Regions from separate parts of the Sus scrofa genome. Here region 2 is linked to region 1. Evidence: chromatin contacts called from public Hi-C data. All regions are on one chromosome and are shown on one strand. The core of a region is the stretch at or near the end of the contact, and the rest is flanking DNA. Distances in the headings are between cores, read along the strand shown. Region 1 overlaps LOC106506013 (a long non-coding RNA gene). Region 2 overlaps LOC110256660 (a long non-coding RNA gene).

What was found. Hi-C and Micro-C count contacts between places; a contact is called where the count stands out from the background.
Region 2: a Hi-C map of embryonic fibroblasts shows a contact between it and region 1, with 2.1 times the contacts expected there. The contact joins two enhancer-like sites. A contact is called at or near these places in 1 of 47 Hi-C or Micro-C datasets (embryonic fibroblasts) and 1 of 2 datasets of contacts at active chromatin or transcription factors (skeletal muscle).

What each region holds. Positions count from the first base shown.
Region 1 is chr14:64,928,951-64,934,559 of Sscrofa11.1, reverse strand. The region is part of intron 4 of LOC106506013 (a long non-coding RNA gene); the gene reads right to left. Among named protein-coding and RNA genes, the nearest start is that of TMEM26, 6.3 kb to the right of the region's middle. Within about 2 kb of position 4,164, at least 3 of the 83 cell types and tissues checked have an H3K27ac peak or open chromatin away from gene starts, as enhancers often do. A contact at or near this core is called in embryonic fibroblasts, where this site is marked.
Region 2 is chr14:65,119,351-65,124,880 of Sscrofa11.1, reverse strand. The region is part of intron 1 of LOC110256660 (a long non-coding RNA gene); the gene reads left to right. Among named protein-coding and RNA genes, the nearest start is that of C14H10orf107, 31 kb to the left of the region's middle. Within about 2 kb of position 2,955, at least 3 of the 83 cell types and tissues checked have an H3K27ac peak or open chromatin away from gene starts, as enhancers often do. A contact at or near this core is called in embryonic fibroblasts, where this site is marked.

The sequences.
Region 1 (5,609 bases), core at 2,915-5,414:
TACATAAAATTTGCAAAGCCTGTACACCCCTTATCTGTTTACCTCTTGTTAATATCTATTACTACCAACCAAACTCTAGACTTCATTGAGACTTAACTAATTTTCTACTAATGTCATTTTTTGTGTTCCAAGATTCCCATCTGGGGTACCATACTCCATTTAGTCATCATGTCTCCTTAATTTCCTCTGGTTTGTGACAGCTTCTCAGTCTTTGCTTGTTTTTCATGACCTTGATAGTTTTGAGAAGTACTGGTAGGGTATCCTGCCAAATGTCCTTCAATTTGGGTTTCTTAGATGTTTTTCTCATGGCTAGACTGGGGTTATGGGTTTTGGGGAGGAAGACTAGAGAGATAAAGTATTATTCTCATCACATCATATCAAGGGTATGTACAACAACATACCTTATCACTATAATTTTAATCTTGACTTCACTGTTCTTCTACAGAGCAATTTCATATTCATTACCTCAGGTGGCTCTTCTAAGAATCATGGTGTATATAAGGCTGGCATCCTCAGCTCCATTTTACAAAGGAAGACTTTGAGGTAGGGGCTGTAACTAAGGCATTATAATTGCTGCTGCATCAGTCTCTTCATAGCAGCTTGACCCCTCTTCTAAGTCACTCTTAAAAGAAGCACTTATAAAAAGCAACGCCAGGATTGGTGGTTTCTTGCGAGCACTAGGACACAAGTTCAACCCCTGCCTTGCCCAGGAAAGTGGGTTAAGGATTCGGTGTTGCCACAGCTGCAGTTTAGGTCATCACTGTGGCTCGGATCTGATCCCTGGACTGGGAATTCCATATGCCACAGGGCGGTGAAAGAAAAAAAAAAAAAAAGCAATGTCTTAGAGTTCCGTAGTGGTTTAAGGATCTGGCATTGTCACTGCTGTGGTGTGGGTTTGATCCATGGCCTGAGAACTGCAGCATAACAAGGGCTCCCCCAACCACCCCCCTGCCCTGCGCCCCTGCAAAGCAACATCTTAAAATGCTTTCCAGTATATATTCATCTTCCTGCTCCTGTGGTTAAGAATTTTCATGACTGTAACTATAAACCTAGGCCTATTTGGACAAATACAAAATGGATCAAAATGTTCAAGGAACCAATCAAATAATGACCAATAATAAACTATACACTAATCATGATTGAAATTCACATTTTGAATGAACTTTCTTTTTTCAAACTGATTATTTTGTGTTCGATTGTCATAATCCCTTTTCATTTTTTTTTATTAAATTATAGTTGATTCACAGTGTTGTGCCAGTTTCTGCTGTGCAGTAAAGTGACCCAGTCATACCCATATATACATTCCCTTTCCTACATTATCTTCCATCATGGTCTATCCCAAGAGATTGGATATAGTTCCCTATGCTATACAGTAGGGCCTCATTGTTTATCCATTCTAAATGTAATGGTTGGGGTTAGTAGATACTTTATTACCTTAAGAATTCAAGCCTTCTTAAGTAGATCCCCAAAATCCTTTAAAAGAAATTTTTTTCCTCATCTGTAAAACAGGCTTGTTATTTACAAACAGATATAACATTTTGGGTGTGTAGAAATGCTGCTCACTTTTCAGTCAGATAGGGACTGACTGACTACTGCAATGAACACTGGAGACACCAATAACAAAAATAATCATTATTATCATAGCAATATTAATAATAGCTAACATATTTAGTTCTTACTATAAGGCAGGATCTGGGCTAAACGATAATCTCATTTCATCCTCAAAATCTATGGGTTAAGTGCTACTTATATCCTCATTTTGCAAGTGAGGAAACTGAGGCTGAGAGAGATAAACACCCACGTTTGCGCAGATCGTATTTTTGAAAAAAGTTTTATTGGAGTACAGGCGACTCACAATGCTGTATACAGATCATATTCTTGAAGCAGTTTGGTAGGGCTGCCATAACAAAATATCTGGACGGATGGCTTAAAAACAGATATTTACTTTCTCACATTCCTAGATCACAGAAAGCCCAAAATCAAGATGTTGGCAGTTTTGTTCTCATCTGAGGCCTCTCTCTTTGGCCTGCAGATGGTCACTTTCTCCCTGAATCCTCACAGGGCCTCTCCTCTGTCACATGCATCCCTGTTGTCTCTGCATCCAAACTGCCTCTATTTATAAGAACACCAGTCAAACCATATTAGGATCCACCTTAATGGCTACATTTTTAAAAAATTTAAATTTAATGGAGTATAGTTGACTTAGAAAATTGTCTTAATTTCAGGCATACAGCAAAGTAAAACAGTTATAAATATATCTATTTTTTTCAGATTATTTCCCCATATAGGTTATTACATAGCTTTGCATAAATTTCCTCATACTATATAGTAGGTCCATGTTACCCATCTATTTTATATATAGTAGTGTGTTTATGTAAATCCCAACGCCCTAATACAACCCTCCCCACCACATTTCCTCTTTGGTAACCATAAGTTTGGTTTCATAATCTTTGAGTCTGTTTCTGTTTTGTAAGTTCTTTTGTATCATTTTTATTAGATTCCAAATATTAGTGATCTTATATTTGTCTTTGTCTGACTTACTTCACCTAGTATGATAGGTCTGTCCGTGTTGCTGAAAATGGCAGTACTTCATTCTTTTTTTATGGCTGAGCAAATTCCATTGTGTATATGTACCACATATTCTTTATCCAATCCTCTGTTGATGGACATTTAGGTTGCTTCCATGTCTTGGCTATCGTATATTGCTGCAATGAACACTGGGGTGCCAGTATCTTTTCAAATTATGGTTTTCTCCAGATATATACCCAGCAGTGGGATTGCTGGATTATACAGTAGTTCTATATTTAGGTTTTTAAGGAACCTCCATAATGTTCTCCAGAGTGGTTATACCAGCTTACATTCCCACCAACAGTGTAAGAGTATGCCCTTTTCTCTGCACCCTCTCCAGCACTTATTGTTTGTAGACTTTTTGATGATGGTCATTCTGACTGGTGTGAGGTGATACCTTATTATAGATTTGATTTGCATTTCTCTAATGATTAGTGATGTTCATCATCTTTTGATGTGCTTTTTGGCTACTCTGTCTTCTGTGGAGAAATGATATCAAAACTAGCTATTGTGAGAAAGGAAAAGTAGGATATTGAAAATGTATTTGAAATTAAGGAAACAGCAACTTGAAAGCATCTTGCATATATACAGAATGCTATATCGAAACCTCATGGGAATGACTAACTAAAAGAGAACAACAGACACACACATTTAAAAAAGAAAAAGAAATCCAACCACAACACTAAAGATAGTCATCAAATCACAAGAGAAGAGAACAAAAGAGGAGGGGAAGAAAGAAGTCTAACATCAACAAATCCAAAACAATTCAAAAATGGCAATATGAACATATATATCAGTAATTACCTTGAGTGTAAATGGATTAAATGCTCCAACCAACTGAAAAACACAGGCTGGCTGAATGGATACAAAAACAAGGCCCATATATATACTGTCAACAAGAGACCTACTTCAGATCTATGGACACTCAAGAATGAAGGTGAGAGGATAGAAGAAGACATTACATGCAAATGGAAATCAAAAGAAAGCTGGAGTAGCACTCCTCACATTAGCTACATTTTAATTTAATCACCTCTTTAAAGACCTTCTCTTTTCTTTAACAGCTCAATTTTATTTTTAAAAATTTTTATTATAGTTGATTTACAATGTTCTGTCAATTTCTGCTCTACACGAAAGTGACCCAGTTTTATAGATAGATAGATAGATAGATAGATAGATAGATTCTTTTCTTCATACTCTCTTCTACCATGTTTTATCCCAAATGATTGGATATAGTTTCCTGTGCTATGTAGCAGGACCTCATTGCTTATCCATTCTATCCATTCCATCCATTCATGTAATAGTTTGTGTCTACTAATCCAAAACTCCCAGTCCATCCCACTCTCTCCCTCCCCGCTTGGCAACCACAATTCTGCTTAAAGACTTTATCTTGAAATCCAGTTACATTCTGAAGTACTAGGGGTTAGGATGTTAACATGTGGATATTGGGGAACATAATGCATCTCATAATAGGAAGAGTGACTCAAAACCAAGCTTTGACTCCAAAGCCAAAAATCTTAACTATTTAGCTATCCTCAGAGGTGACTCTTACACTATTCAGGGTGATAAAACCACCAACATTTTTAGACTTATCATCACAGCCAATCATACAGTGTTCCCACTGATCTATGAAATTCTTTCACATGATATGATGAAGCACTGAGCTCATACCAATAACATTTTTTACTGCTTTATTATTTACCCCACCATTTACAAGCAGCTGGCTTTAGAAGAAGACTCAGCTGTGATACCAGCTAGGGAATAACTTATTTCTGTTTTGGGGTGTTTTTTATTCAGCCTTCACTCCTATCTTCATTTGCTTACTCAACAAATATTTACTGCGTGTCTGCTACATTATGGGCATTTTTCTAAGCACTTTAGAAACATCAATCAATTTAATTTTCATAACACATGAAGGACCTCATGATTCTTCCTTTATAGGTGAGAAGCCAAGGCTTAAAAAGAGATTAAGTAACTTGCCAACAATCACTTAAGAGGTGGTGCCAAGGTTTGAAGAGGGCATCTTGAAGGCAGCCTCACTCCAGACCTTCACCCATACTTTAGATTTTTCTTCCTTGCTAGCTGTTAAAGTGTCTTAAGATTGATAATTACCAACTACTTTTTTTTTAAAGAAGAGTAAATTACTAACTTAGAGCTCTATTTTTTCCTCTCCTATTACATATAATGTGAAACAGTTGCAGTTACAGTTCCTATTTAATCCACACATTTTGGAACAGTAAATACACCTGTGAGTTTTCTGGTTCACATTTGGGAACTAGGAGCTAAGACTTCACCTTAGAAATAATGGAGAAGATCTTTGAGCCAAAAAGGATACAATTGAAACAGCGCTATAAAGCATGAGGGGATGGATCAGGAATTTTGAGAAATCTCAGGAAAATCAAACACAGATAGGATTGAGTCAATGGAGAAACTATAGCAGAAGAAAACAACCTCAGATAACAAAGGCGAGCATGGTTCTTTCTATGAGAGACTTTAAGAAGGTGAAGTCATACCAGCAAGTGCAAAGAGCAACTGCACTCAAAATATTATTCAATAACTATATTCAGACTGTCTACATTGGGGACCATCTCTACTCCTTACCTAGAGTTACCAATGATCTCAAGCTAAAATCTAAGTAATGTTCATTAAAGGAAGATGGGGATGAGACTGCTAGTAAGGGTGTAAAGAGAATCAGTGCATCCTTGGGGCTGGATGTGGATGTTTGCAGCAGCGAGGTCTTTGAGGAACACTCCTTACTTACACCACCTTACACCACTGCCTGCTTGTGTGTGTGTGTGTGTGTGTGTGTGTGTGTGTGTGTGTGTGTGTGTGTTAGAGTGACGTCTGAATAGGACCAAAATGGGGCTAAGGGAGATATGAACATTATTAGGAGGTTGTGGCTTTTGAGACCAGCCTGTAACTTTGGTAGCTCTGGAAGCAGATGGGACTTTGGATTGCAATGCTATTGGGAGGCCATAGGTAGGTCCATAATTGACGCACAATATTTAGATAGTATCAGGCAGGGACATGCTTGGCATCATAAA
Region 2 (5,530 bases), core at 1,706-4,205, 190 kb before region 1:
ACACAATACTTGCACATATATGGTAAAGTTAAAATAGCTTATTTTCAGATTTATCTCATGGCTAAATCCTGAGTAAGTTAATTGAAGGCGCACATGTATCACATTTGAGGGGCTCCTGTTCTGCCGTTTCCTAATTATATGGTCAGCACTGTGCCCAAGGGTGACAGAGTCTGTAAGTGGCAGAGAATGGATTTAAATTTAGATGTGTGTGATGCCTGGGCTTTTGATGATGTGGCTTTCCCAGTGCGCCCTGCCTAAGGTGTGTCCAAATCCTGGGCATGTATTCACCTCGTGGGAACCCGCTTATCACTAGGAGAAGTCTTGTAAGTGGAGACAGAACCTCCAGGAAGAGGCAAGAGTCTTCCTAGGACATTCTCCTACTGTTCAGCACAGGAGACTATATCCAGTCTCCTGGGGTAAAACATGATGGAAGACAATATGAGAAAAAATGTATGTGAATGATGGGGTCACTATGCTATAAAGAAGAAATTGACACAACATTGTAGGTCTACTATAATAAAAAAAAAACAAAAACACCCCACACTGGGACAGGGAAACAGAAAGATCTTTGTTGACCACAGAGCCATTATAACAGCCTAGATGACCTACCTCTGTACCTTTTTAATGAAAAAATAAATAAATTTCCATTTCACTTTTTTTTTTAAACCTTCCTAGGATGCTCTGAAACTGGGTCACAGGAGTTTTGTTTTGTTTTTTTTTAGAGGTAATGTTCTCATTTTCTTTTCATTTTTTAATCATTACTTTTTATGGACATAGAGTTGATTTACAATACCATGTTAGTTTCAGGTATGCAGCACAGTGATTAAGTTGTGTATGTGTGTGTACACACACATGTATACATCTTCAGATTTTCTTCCCTTATAGGTTATTATAAAATATTGACTATAGTTCTCTGTGCTAGCAGTAGGTCCTTATTATTTATCTATTTTATATATAGTAATGTGTATATGTTAATTCAACCTCTTAATTATCCTTCTCTCCACCACCTTTTCTCTTTGGAAACCATAAATTTGTTTTCTATGTCTGTGGGTCTCTTTGTTTTAGAAATAAGTTCATTTGTATCTTTTTTTTAAATTTTAGATTCTACATATAAGTGATATCATATTATATTTGTCTTTCTTTGACTAATTTCACCTAGTGTGATAATCTCTAGGTCCATCTATGTTGCTGCAAATCGCATTAGTTTATTCATTTTTATGGCTGAGTAATATTCCATATATTGTACCACATTTCCTTTATTTATTTGTCTGTTGATGGACATATAGGTTGCTTCTGTGTCATGGCTATTGTAAATAGTGCTGCAGTGAACATTGGGGTGCATGCATCTTTTCAAATTATTTTTTTTTCTGGGCATATGCCCAGGAGTGGGATTGTAGAATCATATGAGGGTTCTATTTTTAAGTTATCCGTAAGGAACCTCCATACTGTTCTTCATAGTGGCTGTACCAATTTACATTCCCACCAATAGTGGAGGAAGTTTCCTTTTTATCACACTCTCTCCAGCATTTATTATTTGTAGACTTTTTGATAATGACCATTCTGACCCATGTGATGTGATACCTCATTGTAGTTTTAGTTTTGATTTTTTCGAAGTGGCCTGAACCTTCCCTGTATCTATGGCATATTGTTAAATGAGAAAAGCACATTGCAGAGTAATGTTCACAACATAGTCCCCATTTTCCCTAACAAAATGCTCCTATATCTATGTTTATTGCTGTTATTATATGTTTGCAGAATTACCTCGGGTACTGGAGGAAGATAAGAAAAAAAGGGCAGAAAAGTAAGTCATTCCTAGTACAATGTGAAGGGAACATGAGTAATAATGCAGTTTGTTCCACACCATTACTGAAAATAGCCAGTCACCAAATGTGCCCATGCACAAGATTGCCAGGTAACACATTCAAAGACAATACTGATTTGTTGAGGTGATGGGGCTGTAGGTAATTTAGGTCTAGGCTTCCTTCCTTTTGTTGTTGTGGCTTTTGCTTTAAGGCAAACTGTCAAAACAAAGATTTCCCCTAAATCTGCATGGAATAGTTGTGTCTATAAGTGTATCACCAACAATGACACATCTGGACACAGAAGTTCCTCTCCCAGGCCTCTCAAGTCCCCTCTGTGTTTCTGGATGGGGAACAACCCATTCTGTTACCCTGTCTCCCACTCCACAGTAAACACTAAAAAAAAGGAGGGTGTCCCCTGGGAGCCTGAGGAAGGGTAGCGTATCCTCCCATTGAAAGGGGGCAGCTGCTGTTCCACTCGTGGAGATGGTTGCATTGCAGGATGGTGAGCCCAGTAGTTTTATATCTTCCAGTTCTTTTAGGAAAGCACAAAACTCTTTGTGAACATTCTATTTTCAATGATCAGCACTAAGTCACACCTGAAAAGATGGTATGCAAGTCACAGTAGATGGATTCACAATCACATGGCCATGAACCTTGAGGGGAAAGGGTCTAGTTCAATATTTGGACAGGAGCTCAGGAAAGTTCAGGCCTTTGCATCTTGGGTGGAACACAACACTGTGAGTGTGGTGGTAGGGTGGGATGGTTAGGATGGGGAAACTGAACATCAAGAGAATCACAAAGTCACATCTTGGAGGAGAACGGTAGCTGTGGACCCAGAAAAAGACATTGATGATATCTTCTGCTGATTTCAAAGTATTGCTGAATGTCTGTCTTTCCTCAGCTATTTATTCTCTCCTAGATCCACTGTTAAAATTGAACTGTGGAGCTCAAACTTTGAGAAGGTCACTTCAGTAAGGAGTGAAGCCATTCTCTCTCTAACCCTAAACACACCCGCACACACACACACACCCCACACACATTCCAAACATGTGAAAACATGGAATGTTTTTGTGCTCCTTTTATTACTTAAGAGTTGGACATGAGAATGAGCTGAAGAGGGAAAATACTACACTGCATCATCTCATGCTCTGAATTCCAGCATAATTCAAGCACCTCCCACTAAGAGTTGTCATGAAGCCTCTAGGCAGGACTGTTCTTAAAAGTGTTTTGACATGTGAGTATCTGTGGTATTCATTAAGCCCTCCTGGAAAGTTCTCCCTTAAAATACTCAAACTATCTCTCTCTTCAAGAATGAAGACGTGCATCTCCATCAAAAAGGTGAAGGTATAGCCTCCACCCAGCTATGTCTTAAAGGGCAAGAAAAGTAGGTTACCACATAGGGAGTAGAATTAAGTCAGCACCAGCAAGTATTCAAGAGGCAAGTCTTCTGTAGCTCGTGACTTAGTAGCAGCAAAACCCTCCTCCCCACTCTGCGTCTTCAGAAAAGGGCACAGAACTTCTGGAACATCATACTCTATTAATTTTGAAACGCTGCTGGAAATTACTGCTTTTAAACATTGCAATATTAAGATTTGTTCTGTACCGAAAACAGATATTCTTATTTTAGAAAGTGCTTCTTCACGAACTATCACAACATTCTTTTGCAAGGAACTAGCTAAAAGGGAGTCAAGTTTTTTCTGCATTGCAAGTCTGTCTCCTCTGTTCTGGTTGAAGCCAATAACTCATTTGATGCAGCCACAGACCAAGAATTTTGAAATTTCGGAAGCATCACTGGAATAGCATTTTCTCCATGATCCCAAAGACACATTTCTTGATCACACATTGATTACTACATCTCTAAATGGATATTTCTGGTACATTGTCTGTCTAGCAGGCATATATTCCCACCTATTTGTCTGGGTAATTTCTGGCTCCAGAAGAACATATGGGCCATATTCACAACTTCTAACCATTTTCAGTGTTTATTCCATCAAATTTCTTAAGAATTTTTTTCTATTTCCCTTCTGTCTCTCATTCTCTTCATTTTTCTTGAATGTGCTGATTAGTAATTCATTTTGGTAAAGCTCCAGTTTAAAAGTTGGTGGGGTAGACAAGCTCATTACTAAGAAAACGGTAAACCCACAGGCTGAAATTTTCATCTTTGCTGTCTTTTTTTTTTTTTCCTTTTTAGGGCCTCACCCTTGGAAATTCCCAGGCTAGAGGTCAAATAAGAGCTATAGCTGCAGGCCTACACCACAGTCACAGCAATGCAGGATCTGAGCTGAAATCTGTCACCTACATAACAGCTCACAGCTCTGCCAGATCCTTAACCCACTGAGCAAGGTCAGGGATTAAACCCACATCCTCATGGATACTAGTTGGATTCATTTCTGCCGTGTCACACCGGGAACTCCATGTCATTATTATTATTTTTTCTGTCATTGTTTTAACATTAATAGTTTATGTAGGAGTTCCCGCTGTGACTCAGTGGGTTAAGGACCTGACATTGTGAGGATTGGGGTTTGATCCCTGGCCTTTCTCAGTAGATTAAGGATCCAGTGTTGCAAGCTGCAATGCAGTTTGCAGATGTGGCTTGGTTATGGGGTTGCCACGGCTATAGCATAGGCCAGCAGCTCCAGTTCTGATTTGACCCCTAGGCAGGGAACTTACATATGCCATAGGCGTGGCCATTAAAAGTAAAATTGTGTAAATCACTAAGCATCCTCATGCTTTAGAGTCCCCACTAACCAAATGCAATAAAGGCAGTCTCCTCCTGCCAATTTAGCAAAAATAGTGTGGCAATGATTAATACATGTGAATTACTTTGAGACTCTTTGGAAAAATATCTGAGTTCTTGACCCTGCCAACAGCTCTGTTTGCTGCTCTGCACGTCACTTTGGTCACATTGATTGTCCTTTGCTTTGGTTTCTCCATCTGAACAACCTGAGTAATTCTTTCTCTACCTATTTCATAGAGTTGACTGGGTCTCAATAGGCAGTTGTGATACTTTGAAAAGACAAACACTACTGAGAATTGAAGGCAGTGTGGCCTGGCTTATGGAATAGAAATAGTAATGAACACTGTGGTTATTAATGCCCTGTGAGGTGCGGGTACCCATGCTTTGTGTTAAAATTACGTGATCTCGTAATCTTTGCACTGTCTCTGCAATTGTGATCTGAGGAGCTCTATTTTTATGCATATAATAGAAACTAGGGTGTGGTGTGTGAAAACTAATTTATGGCCACCAAACTAGTAAGAGCCTAAACTGGAACTTGAACCTCATTTGTGAGTTTTTGAGTATTTCTTTTTACTTTAAAAATGGCTATGTATTGACTTATATTAATTGTTATTCATCATATTGGTGTTGGTACAATTATCTTTTGTTACAAAATTTTTGGAACATACAGCAATCTGGCCTAAACTACTGCATGTCATCTGGTCATGCATCAAAGAAGGCATTAACTTCAGAAACACCTTGAGGGCCAAAAAAGGAGTGGAGTGTGGCTTCTAATGAGGGTTAAAATATAGATGCCACTAGGAAGTGCTGGCCCTACCTAATCTTTCATGATAGAAATCAGAACATTGATGACTGGGGGCCAGACTTAGTGGAGGGTAAGCTTAGAAAAGGCACAGGGGAAACTTTGGGGTGATAGCGGTGTTGTATGTCTTCCTTGTGGTAGTGGTTACACAGGGCCATTCATTTATCAGAATTCACTCTCTACATTTGC